Regions from separate parts of the Danio rerio genome. Here region 1 is linked to region 2. A link is a contact called in public Hi-C data. All regions are on one chromosome and are shown on one strand. The core of a region is the stretch at or near the end of the contact, and the rest is flanking DNA. Distances in the headings are between cores, read along the strand shown. Region 1 holds the start of ngdn (neuroguidin, EIF4E binding protein). Region 2 overlaps ncoa2 (nuclear receptor coactivator 2).

The links. Hi-C and Micro-C count contacts between places; a contact is called where the count stands out from the background.
Region 1: a contact with region 2 is called in a Hi-C map of an unstated tissue, with 5 times the contacts expected there. The contact joins the promoter of ngdn here to the enhancer-like site in region 2. A contact is called at or near these places in 8 of 18 Hi-C or Micro-C datasets (caudal fin, embryo, fibroblasts and 3 more) and 1 of 4 datasets of contacts at active chromatin or transcription factors (gastrula embryo).

Annotation. Positions count from the first base shown.
Region 1 is chr24:16,007,305-16,014,534 of GRCz12tu, reverse strand. It overlaps ngdn (neuroguidin, EIF4E binding protein), which reads right to left and starts at 5,753. Exons shown (of 11, transcript NM_198373.2): 1 at 5,670-5,753; 2 at 5,398-5,457; 3 at 4,361-4,432; 4 at 4,135-4,272; 5 at 1,991-2,075. The coding sequence starts at 5,693.
Region 2 is chr24:15,892,901-15,900,568 of GRCz12tu, reverse strand. It overlaps ncoa2 (nuclear receptor coactivator 2), which reads right to left. Exons shown (of 22, transcript NM_131777.1): 19 at 6,020-6,482; 20 at 2,119-2,296; 21 at 466-658. Among named protein-coding and RNA genes, the nearest start is that of prdm14, 22 kb to the left of the region's middle. Within about 2 kb of position 5,953, at least 4 of the 62 cell types and tissues checked have an H3K27ac peak or open chromatin away from gene starts, as enhancers often do.

The sequences.
Region 1 (7,230 bases), core at 4,504-7,003, 110 kb before region 2:
AATGTTTTGTGTCTAATTATTTAGATTTGTGGCAAGTAGTCATATAAAAAGTTGGATCAATAGGAAGTCGTTTCTGCAGAATAATATTTAGAATTGTCTTAAAACATATATTGTATGATGTAAGCAGCACAGCGACAGCGAATATAATCGATAATGTGTGTTTTAAATTTAGTGTGCGAATTATCAAGGATTGATGATAATTTGCCAAGGGGGCCCCGAATAAAATCCTGCTTAGGGCCCCCTGAAGGCTTGGGCTGGCCCTGCTTGAGATGTTTCAGCAGCTTAATTGGAGTTCAGCTATGGTAAATTCAGTTGATTGGACATGAATCGAAAAGGCATACACTTGTCTATATAAGGTCCCGGGGTTGACAGTGCATGCCAAAACACAAATCAAGCACGATGACAAAGGAATTGTCTGTAGACCTCCGAGACAGGATAGTCTTGAGGCACAAGGCTGGGGAAGGTTACAGAAAATTGTTTGCTTCTCTGAAAGTTCCAATGAGCACAATGGCCTCCATCATCCATAATTGGAAGATGTTTAGAACCACCAGGACTCTTCCTGGAGCTGGCCAGCCATCTAAGCTGAGTGATCGGGGGAGAAGGACCTAAGTCAGGAAGGTGATCAATAACGCGATGGTCACTCTCTCTAAGCTCCAGCGTTCTTCTGCAGAGAGAGGAGAATCTTACAGAAGGACAACTATCTGTGCAGCAATGCCAGGCGTTACGAGAAAACCAGGCACCGCTCATCACCAAGCTAGCTAATACCATCCCAACAGTAAAGCATGTTGGTGGCGGCATCATGCTGTGGGGATGTTTTTCAGCAGCAGGAATTGAAAGACTAGTCTGGATAGAGGGAAAGATGAATGCAGCAATGTACAGAGACATCCTGAATGAAAACCTGCTTCAGAGTGCTCTTGACCTCAGACTGGGGCGACAGTTCATCTTTCAGCAGGAAAATGACCCCAAACCACACAGCCAAAATATCAATGGCAACAACTCAGTGAATGTCCTTGAGTGGCCTAGCCAGAGCCCAAACCTATTAAACATCTCTGGAGGGATCTGAAAATGGCTGTACACCGTCACTTCCCATCCAACCTGATTGAGGTTGAGAGGTACTGCAAAGAGGAATGGGCAAAAATTCCCAAGACAGGTGTGCCAAGCATGTGGCATCATATTCAAAAAGACTTGAGGCTGTAATTGCTGCCAAAGGTGCATCAACAAAGTATTGAGCAATATTGAGAATACTTCTGTACATGTGATTTTTCAGGTTTTTGATTTTTAATAAATTTGCAACAATTTCAAAAAATCTTTTTCCACATTGTCATTATGGGGTATTGTGTGGAAAATTTTGAGTAAATAAATTAATTTTATACATTTTGGATTAAGGCTGTAACATAAAAATGCGGAAAATGTGAAGCAATATGAATACTTTCTGAATGCACTGTACACACACACACACACACACACACACACACACACACACACACACACACACACACAGACACACAGACACACACACACACACACACACACACACACACACATATATATATATATATATATATATATATATATATATATATATATATATATATATACACACACACACACAAATATATCGCTTGAGGTTTTATTAAACATTTAATTGTCTTTTAATCATTTAATCATTATTACTTTGTTTCACATTGTAAGACTTTTGTGCATTTTGTTGTATTCTTATTAAAGATGCTCATGATTATTAATTTTAAGATGATTTATCTCAGCTGTGTATATCATCAATAAACAATTGTATTGCTTGATTAGTATGTTGTTAGAAGCTAACATTGACACTTTCTTTCTGTCGATTAAAAGCACACTTGTCTCATGTTAGTGGTAAAAAAATACAAACCATACCAAAATATTTGGCATGCTAAAAAAAAAACAATACATTCATAACAACAATAGATTCTTAAAAACAGCATTGGTGTGTGCATAAGAATGAAAAACTCACAGAGACTGCCTGTCACTGCCGTCCGCACTAACTTATCTATTTGATATTTCAGCTTCTGATCAAGGGGGCGCATCTTCTCCAAAACCTGTATCAAGAGCACAATTTAGACAAAGTGAAAAGGGTTTAATATGACAGAGCCTGATGTAGAATTATATTCAGAATCAGAGTGATTCAATATCAACTTGTACTTCCACATACAAAGAATTTGCTTGGGCAACATTAGTACATAACATTATACAAAAGCAAGGGGATGTGTACACAAAGTATGGTATGCTAAATAAATACATTAATAGTATTAAAATGTTGTTATTAGTGGTGTGGCTAAGATTTCATTTTAGTTTTGAAATTATTGCAGTGACTGGAAACCAACTTGTGTAAAAGTTCACACACTAAGAATGAAATAATAAATCAACTGAGGTATTTTTAATAATGAGGTTTTTTTTACTACCTTTAAGATAATACATTACAACCTTAAGTCACTTTTTAAAGAAGTAACTAAACGTGTTTCTTTATTAAGGAAAATAATGTACCGTATATAAGTATGTTATGTTATGCATGTATGTTTTTCCCTTAGGTTTTAGATGAAGATCGGCTTAAAATTGTAATATATTACTTTTAAAAGTAACTTAATTGTAATATATTACTTTTAAAAGTAACTTTCCCTAACACTGCTCCTCAAACAGCATAAGCAAATTTTTATTTGCGATTTCAATGTAATAGCAAAATACTATCAACAGGTCATAAATAGCTTTGAATGTCTATATTATGTAACATCTGTTACAAGAATCTAAACTTTTTCCAACTAAGATTGACATTTTAAAGCATTTTCCCCTTATTTTTACAGATACATTTTGTATATTCCAGTTTTAGAAACTTCTGCAAGTTCTGTGTAAGCAAGGATAAAAAGTTTTTAAAAATTATGAAAATTATGTCTTTATTACACATTATTTTCATCCATTTCTAAAGCTAATATACAAAAATGAATGCAACCAAAAATCAAAGAAAAAAAGTAAATAATTAGAAGGCACAGAACAATGCTATTAAGAGATGTTTGTTTCTGATAGTTTTATAACACCAATGTCACATTAAAATATTGATCTTATATAGGGTAAAACTAGAGCTTGTATTGTAGGACTTTATAAGATTGCGATATCTTACAATATCTCCAAGCAATCATTTCAAAGATTACAGCATACTTTTTAACTTGCTAGCAATTATCTTGAAATCATCAAACCTGTTAGTGGTAGTCCAGTCTCTTTTCCAGAGTAGCAGGTTTAAACATTAGTGTTTTCATTTATCACATGACCTGTACTGATGTCATTCATTTCATAAATATAAAAAAATACTTGAAATGACCCTAAAAGTTTTTTTTTTTTTTTTGAAAATTGTATTATTTTCTATTTTAGACAAAGCTGTTCTTTTAACATCCGATATGTGTATATATGCACACATCAGAGATGTTCGGAGCTTCATCAGATGGCATCAAATAAATAAATCTATAGTTAACTTAAAAAAATTAAAAAGTTTGAAATTTTTGCATTGGTGTTCACATATCAAACAGAGTAATGGTTTTCAATGCATGAACTGTCTTTTTACCACAGTTTCTTGTCATTTTAAGTGAACTTTATTTCTTATAATATCATATATTTTTATTTAATGCCATGTCAGCAACAATGTTTTTATGGCAATAAAAATCTATTCAGAAAAAAAAAATACAACTTAATACCAAACAAATAAACACAAAATAAATTAGATAACATTTTTCATATTAATATATGATAAAAATTCTACAATTTGCTTTGGTAAAACTTTTTTAAATATCCCTTTAACTTAGTTCAATTCATAAAAATACTTCCTACATTCATTAAAGTCCAATAGATTTCTTAAAAAGTATACTTATTAAATATTACAAATTTCATAATTTTGAATGAAAGTACTCTAATGCGGAAATGCCAGTCTAAAAAAAACAATATAGTAATATATATAAATATATATAAATATGTATATATATATATATATATATATATATATATATATATATATATATATATATATATATATATATATATTTTTTTTTTTTTTTTTTAAATTGCATAAACACAGTCTCTGACACTGCTCTGTGCTTTACAAGGTTTGTGCCTTACTGTCCGTATGGTGACCAGTCTGTGGATAGCACTGTTGTCCTTCAGACTTTCTCCTTCTGTCTTCAAACTGATCAAATGAGTGATGTCTTGCAGATAAAACAGTAACAGATGATATCTCAAGTCCAGAAAAGACAAACCCTAAAGCAAACAGAAAAAAATAATCAAGTCATGCACATAATTGCGGTAAAGTTTTTTTTTTTTTTTTTTTACCAGAGACAACATTTACCTTGGAAGTCTGGTAAGCTTTCTCTCTGACTTTCTTTATAAGCTCCCGAACATGACTGGTGACTGAAACAATCTGAAAATATCAAACAGCATCATCACATCTCCATGTTCATCTAGTGTGCTAGCTGTATTACCTAAAGATTAGTCTGTTACTGATAACAAATTAAAAGCACCATAAAAATGATGTTAAAAGACTGTAACAATACTAAAGTAATCAACAACCAAAGTGAACAATGGCTTTACTATATACGATGAATAACTCAAACAGTTTGAACTTACATCTAATGCAATTTGTAATTAAATACTGTTGAATTTACCATCAGTTTTTTCTTAAAGAAACAAATTGAGCTGTTTAAAATGAATAAAGTCTAGAAAGGCGTGATCAACAAACCCAGAATTTGACTAAATGATATAAAAAAGCATAAGAACCAATACATTACAAATAGTATACTTGATTGTGTAAATAATGTGTAATCCCATTGTCCATAAAATACAAACAGGTAAAGTTGGTTTTATATTCGCACATTTGTTCATTCTTGAACAGTGACAATTTGTGAATGTTCCTATATTTACTTTGAATATTCGGTCTGAAATTGCGTGTAGTATGACTTTAAAACAACATTAGCACTATTTAATTGACTGAACACTGTTGTACCTTGATAGTCATTGGCTGCTAATTTGGTTTATTGAGGTAAAGTTGGTACTTTAAAAGTTGGTATCGTTTAGTGACAACCTGTGACACGCTCCATATATTGTTTGGTACTTTGAATATTCAGACTAAAAACCCAGCGTAAATATGACTTAAACAACATTAGCACTACTGAACAGTGTTGTACTTTGATAGTCATTGGCTTCTATTAAATTTCACTCTTTAGGATTGGCAAATAATACTTTTCTGAAATGTTATTATTGAGATGAAAGTCTGAATGTGCGAAAATAAAACCATCTTTAACTCAATATAAAATATAACGTGTAATTGTGATGCAGACAGTTCTCAAAAATAACCATCAAAATATTACATTTTGTGAAATTACAGACCTGTTCGGTGAGACTGTTAAGTAGACGGACAGCAGTCGGAAGATCACGGTCTATAACATCCTACAAGCAATAAATAAATAAATAAATATACAAAAGTAAATAAATTTCTAAAAGGCTATCGTGTAATCCAATGTCCAGTTTTACTCATCTTAACTGGAAAATAAAAGTACATTAAATGACAGTATAATAGAAATGTAATAAAATACTAAACTTCAATCGTCTATGTTTAGGTTTGACTAAAGAATAAAGAAACTAATTAAAGATAAACTCACGTTTCCAACTGCGGTGGCCGCCATTTTGAATTAAGCAAAGTTGATACGGAAAGCGTGTGGGGACAAAACTCAAAGCAGGCAATTCGGGAAAATTCGTCTCGACCAACAGTTTTACCAAAGGCTGACAGGACGGTTTAAATGTGATTTGATTATTATATACATGTTGCTTTTCATAGACACTTGTAAAAGGACCTACAAACGGTTTTCTGGAGCATTTACAGCGTCAATTTGATGTAATTTGTTTCATTTATAATAGCATTTTTAATCAACGTAAGACGATTTACTGCTGGTTTTACGCTGGGCTTTAAACGGGTTTTAAGCAATTCGTGGCTGATGTGTTTTAAACAGGGTTTAGACTGATAGTCTAAAACTATAGACTAAAACTTTAGACTATAGTCTAGCATATTATACAACCCAGTTTCTCTAACAAATAAAAAGCTTTCATTTTACTATCTCCTACTCTACTACTTAACATACTATTAATATTTAGATTTACCTTATTTTCCTCAGTGTCTATCATCATTTTCCGTTCCCTTTTATATAATGGACATTTCTTTATGATATGTTCTATACTTTCCTCTTCATCACAATTAATACAAAGTCCATTTGGATGTTTTCCTATTCTAAACAGTCCACTATTCAGAGCAGTATGCTCAAACCTTAACCTTGACATGATGGTTTCCTCGCATCTATTTTTCCCTATTTCTGTTTTTACCCACCATCCTCTGGATCACATATTACCACCTTCCTTCTTCCTTCCATTTCTTTTGCCATCTTTCCCTCACATATTGTCGAATAATTGTCTTCATTTCATTTTCCCAGTTCTTAAAAACATGTCAATTTCTGATTTATTTATTTGTTTATTTATTTTTTGTGGCCTCCTTTGCCTATTCATCTGCTTCTTCATTCCCTAAAGTTCCAACATGTGCTGGAACCCAGATAAATAATTCTATTGATCTAGTACTCAGGAAGCATCATGGTTTAAAAGACGTCTATTAGCCGTCTAATTATTTTCTACTAATTGTAGTAAAATCATGATTCGTTTTCGCAATATTATAAAACTAAAATGTAACTAGTTCTTACTGTTTGCATCTACTTTTTTGTTGTTAATTTACAGTTCAAAACTATTCTAAATTATTGTGTGATTTTCGACTGTCCTTCAGTTTTGCCTTTTACCAGAAGATGGCGCAGGACTCCATATTACACCAGTCTCATCAGCATCTGTGAGACTGCCGGAGCAGAATCAACCACACTGATAGACAATGTGAGTTACTAAACACAATGCAAAATGTGATCATCAAATCATGATTCATTTCGACCTACTTAAAAATAACGTTTAATCAATGGCTTCAGTGAACAGTTCTTAAAATATTCCTTTATAACATAAGTATGAAGAACATTTTAGCCAAATCTAAAGAGGTTTTCCAACCATAAAGAACCTTTCATAGAATTATTTATTTGTCAAAATTGTCAGAAATTACGGGATTTTTGGTATAGCATCAGGACTGATGCAGATAAAGAAATCTATGTAAAATAATTTAAAAAAACATAGTAATTTATA
Region 2 (7,668 bases), core at 4,704-7,203:
ATGTTGATTGATTCATTCAATGAGCAATAACTTTGCTAATGGCATTTTTTTACTATGTCCATATGTTACATATAAAAACAATAAATGTTATACAAGCAGTAGTCAGATTTGAGCTGCAATAGTTAAAACATTCTGGCTGTTCAAATTAGATCATTAAAATGAATTGGCGCAACACGAAGAAGCTTAAATTCACAAAATAATTCAAATGAAAGTTTTTAATTTGGTCGATTTTGCTCTGGGATCCCATCAGCCTAAATTATATTGAAATAACATTAATCAAAAATGTGGAATTAATTGGAAGTCAAAATATTTTAATGGACAATAAGTATATTTTTTAGAATAGCTAGAGAATTATACCATGTAATTCAGTTGACTTTAGCGCTCAGTGGAAATCAAATGGGTTCCCAAAAAGACAATAAGCATTCACATGTTTCATGGATGAATGTGTCTGTGGATGTGTCTCACCTGTTCAGGGCCCATGTTGGCCATGCCGGACCCAGGCCCAGAGTTCATGGAGCTCATGCTCATCTGGTTGCCCATTTGGCCCATGTTGCTGGAGTTGGCGGCCATGGACACGTTGAGGTTCATGCCGTTGCCGTTGTACATGTTGTTGTTGGCTTGTTGGCTGAACTGAGGTGGCGACTGCTGAGTAAACATACTGTAGAGGAGAGCAGATGCACGATTAACATGCTTTCAGTGCTAAAACCCAACATTTCTCTAAAACACTGCCACACAAACACTGTATTCATAATAAAATAAAATGTAACGCTGATGCTTAAACTTCTCATTTACTAATAGATTATTCTGTTTCAGAAATGTTATCCATTTAGGAAAAAAAAAATCACACTGTATTTAAAGTGATAGTTCACCCAAAAATGAAAATTCATTTACTATTTACTCACCCTTAAGTGATTAAAAACCTTTAATGCTTTGATTCTGCTGTAGAACACAAAGGAATATATTTTAAAGAAAAACGATAACTACTTTCATCCACAGTAGGAAAAACAAATACTATGGAAGTTAGTGGCTTTTTTAAAATTATCTTCATTTATGCTCAAAAGTGGAACGAAACTGAAGACAGGTCCGGAACAAGTGAAAGATGAATAAATGATCACAGAATTTTAACATGTTGAGTGAACTGTCCCTTTAAATAAATAAATCTAAAAAGCTTAATTTCCAAGACCAGAAACGAACAGATAAACAGACAGATGTTGTGTTAAGCACTGAAAACTGAACTAAACAGCTACAGACAGTTTTTGAGGAGGTACAGCCTGTTGTCTGCATTTGACTTAAATGATTGCTGGTTGACAAATTAGGAAAGGAATAACATGGCTCAGAAAAATAGCCTAACAATAGGTACAACATGAAACTTAGCAATAGAGCTGTAAACAATGACATTTGGTTAAATGGGAAATAAGATTTTAAATGACCATGCCCAGTGAGCATAAATGGTCACGTATTTAGGCATTTACATGATTTTCTGAAAGACTGTAAAAATGGCAGTATGGACGAAGAGCACTTCCATTTTAAAATGTCTTTTTAAAATGAACATATTACATTTGTTAAAACGTATTATTTCATGTTTGTAATAATCTTAATATTTCTGGTCTGTAAAAAATGTAAAAGTTCAGACAAAAACTTCTGATATTTCATGACATAGACCATTTAAAAATCTACAATATTACAAAAATGACATGTGGAATCCCTGTATAACAGATATATCACACAAGAAGTTGTTCAGAAATTATTTCATACTCTAGAAACATGTCTTATTGATGTTAAAAACAGTTGGCCAACTAAATATTCTTGTGGAACCTTGATTCATTCAATCCAAGGAATCATTGATCAACAAAATGTTCAAAAGGAATGCACTTACATGAATAATCAATCTGTTGATACATTCCAAATGTATTTCATGATTTCTGATCAATTAAATAGACTCTTACAAAACAAAATGACTCGTTATATTTAAAAAAAAAATCTCCAAAGTTTTTAAACAACAGTTCAGTGAAAGTACAAATACTTATGAAAATGACTAATTTAATGTGCCTAAAATATTCCAACAAACTGTCCAAGTCATAAAGGCTCCAAAACCCATAAGCTAAAGTAAAGCTCCACCTGTTGGTGTTGATGTTGCCCTGCGGCCAGCCGTTCATATCAGGAGACGACTGGAAAGAGCTGTTTCCCTGCGCCTGTTGCATCATGGGACTCTGAGCGTGACCCATCCTGGGTGACATGAGGGGGCTCTGAGGGGTCGCGGCACCACCAAACCCACCGTCTGACTGCTGACTCATACCTGACAAACACACAAACACGACGAGACAAACCTCGGCTTGAAAATTCCATTATACTGTATTTGTTATGAAGATTATCACTGTACAACATTTTATGACATCACATTCACTCTCTCACACTTTCTGCAGCAAGAAATGAAAATGTAATCAATAACTATTAAAGGAAAGATGATTCAAATTATTATACACATAAACAGCCACCTCAGAATTATATTTTTTAAAAGATTTGTATGTATTTTGGTTAAAGTTGAGTTATATACTTATTCAGAGACTATTTATTTATACTGTGTATTTTGTTTTAAAACTTGGTTCTGTAAGGCTTTGTTTGTGAGCCAATCAACAATCATATTAACCAGGATCATCACTAAGTGGAAGATGATTGATATTATGTCCAAGTTTAAATTCATGTCTATGTCTCAACATAATCATTTATATTAAAACCTGAAGTGTTGCAGATATTAGATTTTAAATAATTGCCCTCTCCATTTATTTATTTTTAATTGCATTATGGGTCCTTGATCTTTCTTCCAACAACTTTTAAACTTCAAAAGTTAAAAAAAGTGACTTTTATGAACATTTTTAATAGTTTAACGTGATATATTGTCTGGATTGGTGTTGTATATTATGGTACAAAAACCTTTTTATAAAATTCCTGTATGCTTTCTGTTTTTTTACAGATTTATTTCTCTCTTTAAAAATTAAAAAAATAAAGTTTCAATCAACTAAAATGTCATTAAAAGTCACCTTGTTAAACTTTAGAGTTGAATTTTCAACATCAAAAGTCTACAGAGCAGAGATCAAGCATCCATAATGCAATTCACAACTGTAAATAAACTGAAAACACTTGTGCATCACAAAATGCTGAATGTGTTAATTAATAGATCTTTTTTTAGTCTACTCAGAATGCAGATCAAATCTTACAATTCCAAGGTGGCGAAACATACAATTAAAAGCAAACCAATCACTCAAATCATTTTTTTAACCAAACTAATTAGCTGATCAACACTGTTTAAAAAGTCATAGCAGAATCATGTAGTGTCTCCATGATCAAACAGGAGGAATCAGGAGGGGTTTGAAGGTGTTAGAAGCAGGCAGTGAGTCAACAGGTACACATGCAGGTTAGTGTTAGAGAAAAGAGGGTGGGCGGGGAATGGGCGTGGGGTCTGGGTCACCGCATAATTGGTTTCAAAATCAACTGCTCCGCCTCCACTGATCACCATCAGCCAATTAGTCTAGGCAGGACAGACACTGACACATGACACACAGCACAGGCAATCGACAATGCACAGTTATCAACATATTAACACAGCGGACGCTTGACATGAAAAATACACTGACTTTGGATCTGTCATATTGATTTACTGTGTGTAAAGCTCAATTTTCTGGGTTGTGACTCTACATATTGAATAAAAATGTATCCAGATTTGTTGAATTCAGCTAAACCTGATCTTTCATTTATTAAACTAATGAATGCAAAATGCTAGTAATAAAGGAAGAATAATAGGTTCACTGTACGTGTGATAAAGATTAAAATATGCAAATTATTACTCATTTTGAGTGATGAATCATATTTTTTGTTGTTTTGTTTGTGGTAATAGACAGAATTATGCCTGCAGAGAAATAACCTTGAATAATGCTGTAATTTATTCTGATTACATCCACTTCATTTGATGTAGGGAAACATTTAAGTGACTCTTCTGCCCTCTAGTGCCACAATCGACCGTAACCATTATGATCTTTGAAGGGTGCTACATAAAAACAATTATTTAATACTACTTATCTAGTATAAAGTGCTAAATAACCTATCATCTCATGGCACTTGACTGAACAGCAACACAAGGGTATCTTTTACAGCCTAAATAGTTCCCGAGAAGGCTCCAAAATACAGCAATAATATTACCCTATTTTTTATTATATACTGTGACAAATAATGATTTTTTTATCAATAAATAAATGCCATTTGTTTTTTCAGGAAAGTATTATTTTTTAGATATTTTATAACCTGAACTACTGGTACTGTTATTATTTATACCATTGTGTTTAACATTGCTTTCTTAATATTACTAACTAAATATATATGCTTGGTTTACCTATACTGTATTATTACTTGTATTGTTATGGTGGCTAAAGAAATCCAACATATTGTTATACTACATATAAACTTCTTCTTCTTCTTAGACTCCTCCTAGACCGTCCATACTACAACCACCAAACTAACTTCAAACTATACTGAATTAAGTTGCTTTATCTTTTCCAACTGATCCAACTTACGGCTTCCCCAAAACTGACCTGGAAAATTCAGAAAAGTACTATCCACACCCTAGCAACCACTTACAGCACCTTAGCAACTGTCCCATACACTTCCATTGTAAAACAACTCCCATTGACTTTACATTGGACATCCTAACAACATACGAATTCATACCAGCAATATACTAATCCATTCTAACAACATAATAACAATATACCAATTCATACTAACAATACACCAATCCATACTAGAAACATACTAACAAACACACTAATCATACTAGAAACATAAACAACATACCAATCCATAAAAACAACTTAATAACAACATGCCAATCCATACTAGAAACATACTAACACACATACTAACATACTTATCATACTACAAACATACACAACTTACCAATTCATTCTAGGAACATACTAATACTAGAAACAGACAATATGCCAATTCATACTAACAACTTACTAACAATAAACCAAATAATACTAGAAACATACACAACATACTGATCTATATTAACAACTTACCAATTCATGCTAGAAACTTACTAACAAACATACTATCATACCAGAAACATACAACATACCAATCCATAGTATAAACACATTAACAAACATATTAACATACTGATCCTACTAGAAACATACTAACAAAACACCAATCCATACTAACAACATACCAATCCATACTAGAAACATACTAACAAACATTCCAATTCATAGTAGAAACATGCTAACATATATGTACTTATCTATCTATGCCAACTGTTTCAAACTTCTTAAAACTACTTCAATAATTTTAAACTGTAAAACTTCAAGGCTAGGCCTTCTCAAGCCACCATAAAATTTGTCTATGAACTTTACTTTTTCAGTTATGTTACTTATATTACTTATATTTCATTTACATACATAATATATTATTCTAATATATAATATTTTAGTTTTAGTAATTTAACATCAGTTAGATACCAAGATAACATTTCTATGTAGTTCATTTAAGCTGTCAATCTAATAAAAAAAATAATAACATCAGCATCTTCAAAAGCAAATAAATAAGACATGTTTTTTTGTCATCGTTAATTATACTTCTATATAACATTATATTATTCAAATCAAATTATATATAAATAGTAAATGCAAAGCAACTGAAAACTGTCAAGTGGACTCTAAATAGCTCTATCTAAATAGCTCTATATAGCAAAATTATAATTTTTTGGCATCACCTAACCCTAAATAATTTTAGCAAACAATATTCATGCTTGTCTAATATTTTCAGAGAACAGACTAGGATGATAAACACGCCTGACCTTTATCTGACCTACTGGGTTTCCTGATAAACCCTGAACCTCATCGATTTTCCACCACACACTCGGCTCGCTCAAATGAGGTCTGTCATACTGCCAGTGGCGCGTGTTTTGTGCGTGTGTGTAAAAGCGTATGACACACAGACAGAGAGAAAGGGCAGGCAGTACCTGAGCTGGGGAACTGAAAGGCACTGTGCTGCATTTGAGGGCTCATAACAGCCCCAAACTGTCCGCTCAGACTGCCCAGCATCCCCTGGTTAGCTAGACTCATCTGAGAGCCATGCATGGCGCTGTGGGAGAGCAGCTGAGGGGCAGGGAGGTTGGGTGAACCGGGGGAGAAAGGGCTGGTGGAAGGGGGCGGCGAGGCCAGTCCTGTACCGTAGTTGGGAGGGTAGGGGAACTGCTGAGGGTTGGCCTGGGGGATCCGCGGGTTGCTCATGGCTCCTGGCATGCCCGCTGCGGCTGCCGCCATGTTGGGTGGCATGGTGAGGCCCTGCGCCCGCATGGCCAGACTGCGCTGCTGCTGCTGCTGTTGCTGTTGCTGCCGCTGCTGGTCGAGCTGCCGCTGACGTAAATGATTACTCAGCAACTCTCTCTGCCGCTGGGCCAGCATCTGAGCGTTGATTGTCCCCTGGGAGATGCAGAGTGGGTTATTTTGGGAACTTTGATGTAGATTTATTGTCTATGATGACAGTGTAATTGTGCTGGCACTGAAGATGCCACATGCTTAAGAGAAATAAACAATTGAAAACATTGTTCTGTTCAATACAATATCACAGAGTAATGAAGTTAAATGGATAGGTCTGAGCTCTGAGATCTCATTTAAAAACTTGGGATACACACAAAACGAGGGTGGAAAGATCTATGTAGGAGAATGTGTGCAGCTCTAAGTCAACTATAACTTAACATGCCATTTAAATAGTAACTAAAGCCTGGTTTATACTTGACGCGTCTGCTAGTTCGACTGTATGCTCGCAGCAAATGTGACATCATTGCGGTGGTTTACTTTGGGTGCGTGCGACATGATTTCGGCTGGTGGAGCGTATAATTTTTTTTGAGTCTCGAGCGAACAGTTTGTGTGGTGTCGCGTTTGATTTGAGTTAAGTATGAGTCACTTTGAAGAGTTTTGTTGAAACAGGTACGACTGTACAGACATCTTTATGATCTGTCTATGCGGGATCATAGGGAGAACCAGATGACCAATAACTACTGGCTAGAAAAGGTAACAATGGTGAGAAAGGAAGAATGTTTTTGTAAAAGATTAGAAAAACTTGAGGGATAAGTTTGTCAAAACCAAAAAGAGAGGCTATGGCAAAAGTGGAGACCTGGGTGGTTTTAATATTACAGAATATGTTTTTCCACCATTCACAGGTTTTACAGTGATGTATATATTACAACTTTGACTTTACATTTTAATATCATAATTGGAAAATAAATATTTGAACCTATCTGTTTACAATATACTAATGGCCTGTTTTTCTAGGCTTTATTGATGATAATGGTCAGGAATGTCAGACCATTACTGCCTTTTTAGCATATCAGTAGAGGACAAACTAGCCAGTAATGTGTGAATTGCTGAGTTGGCTAAATAAAAAAAAAAGTCTTTAGTTTAAAATTTTAAGTAAGTGTTTTTTTTTCTCTTCTTTTTTTTGCTTTTATTTTTGCCATAATAAAAATATACTTCCAGGGTAACCCATGCTCTGTTGTCATTAATATTTGGTTAATAATATTTGGAGATGGAACTGTCCGGGATATGAACAAAAGCAAGTGATGCATAATGTTTGACAAAAAAAATCTTGAATGGTTATAAAATATTT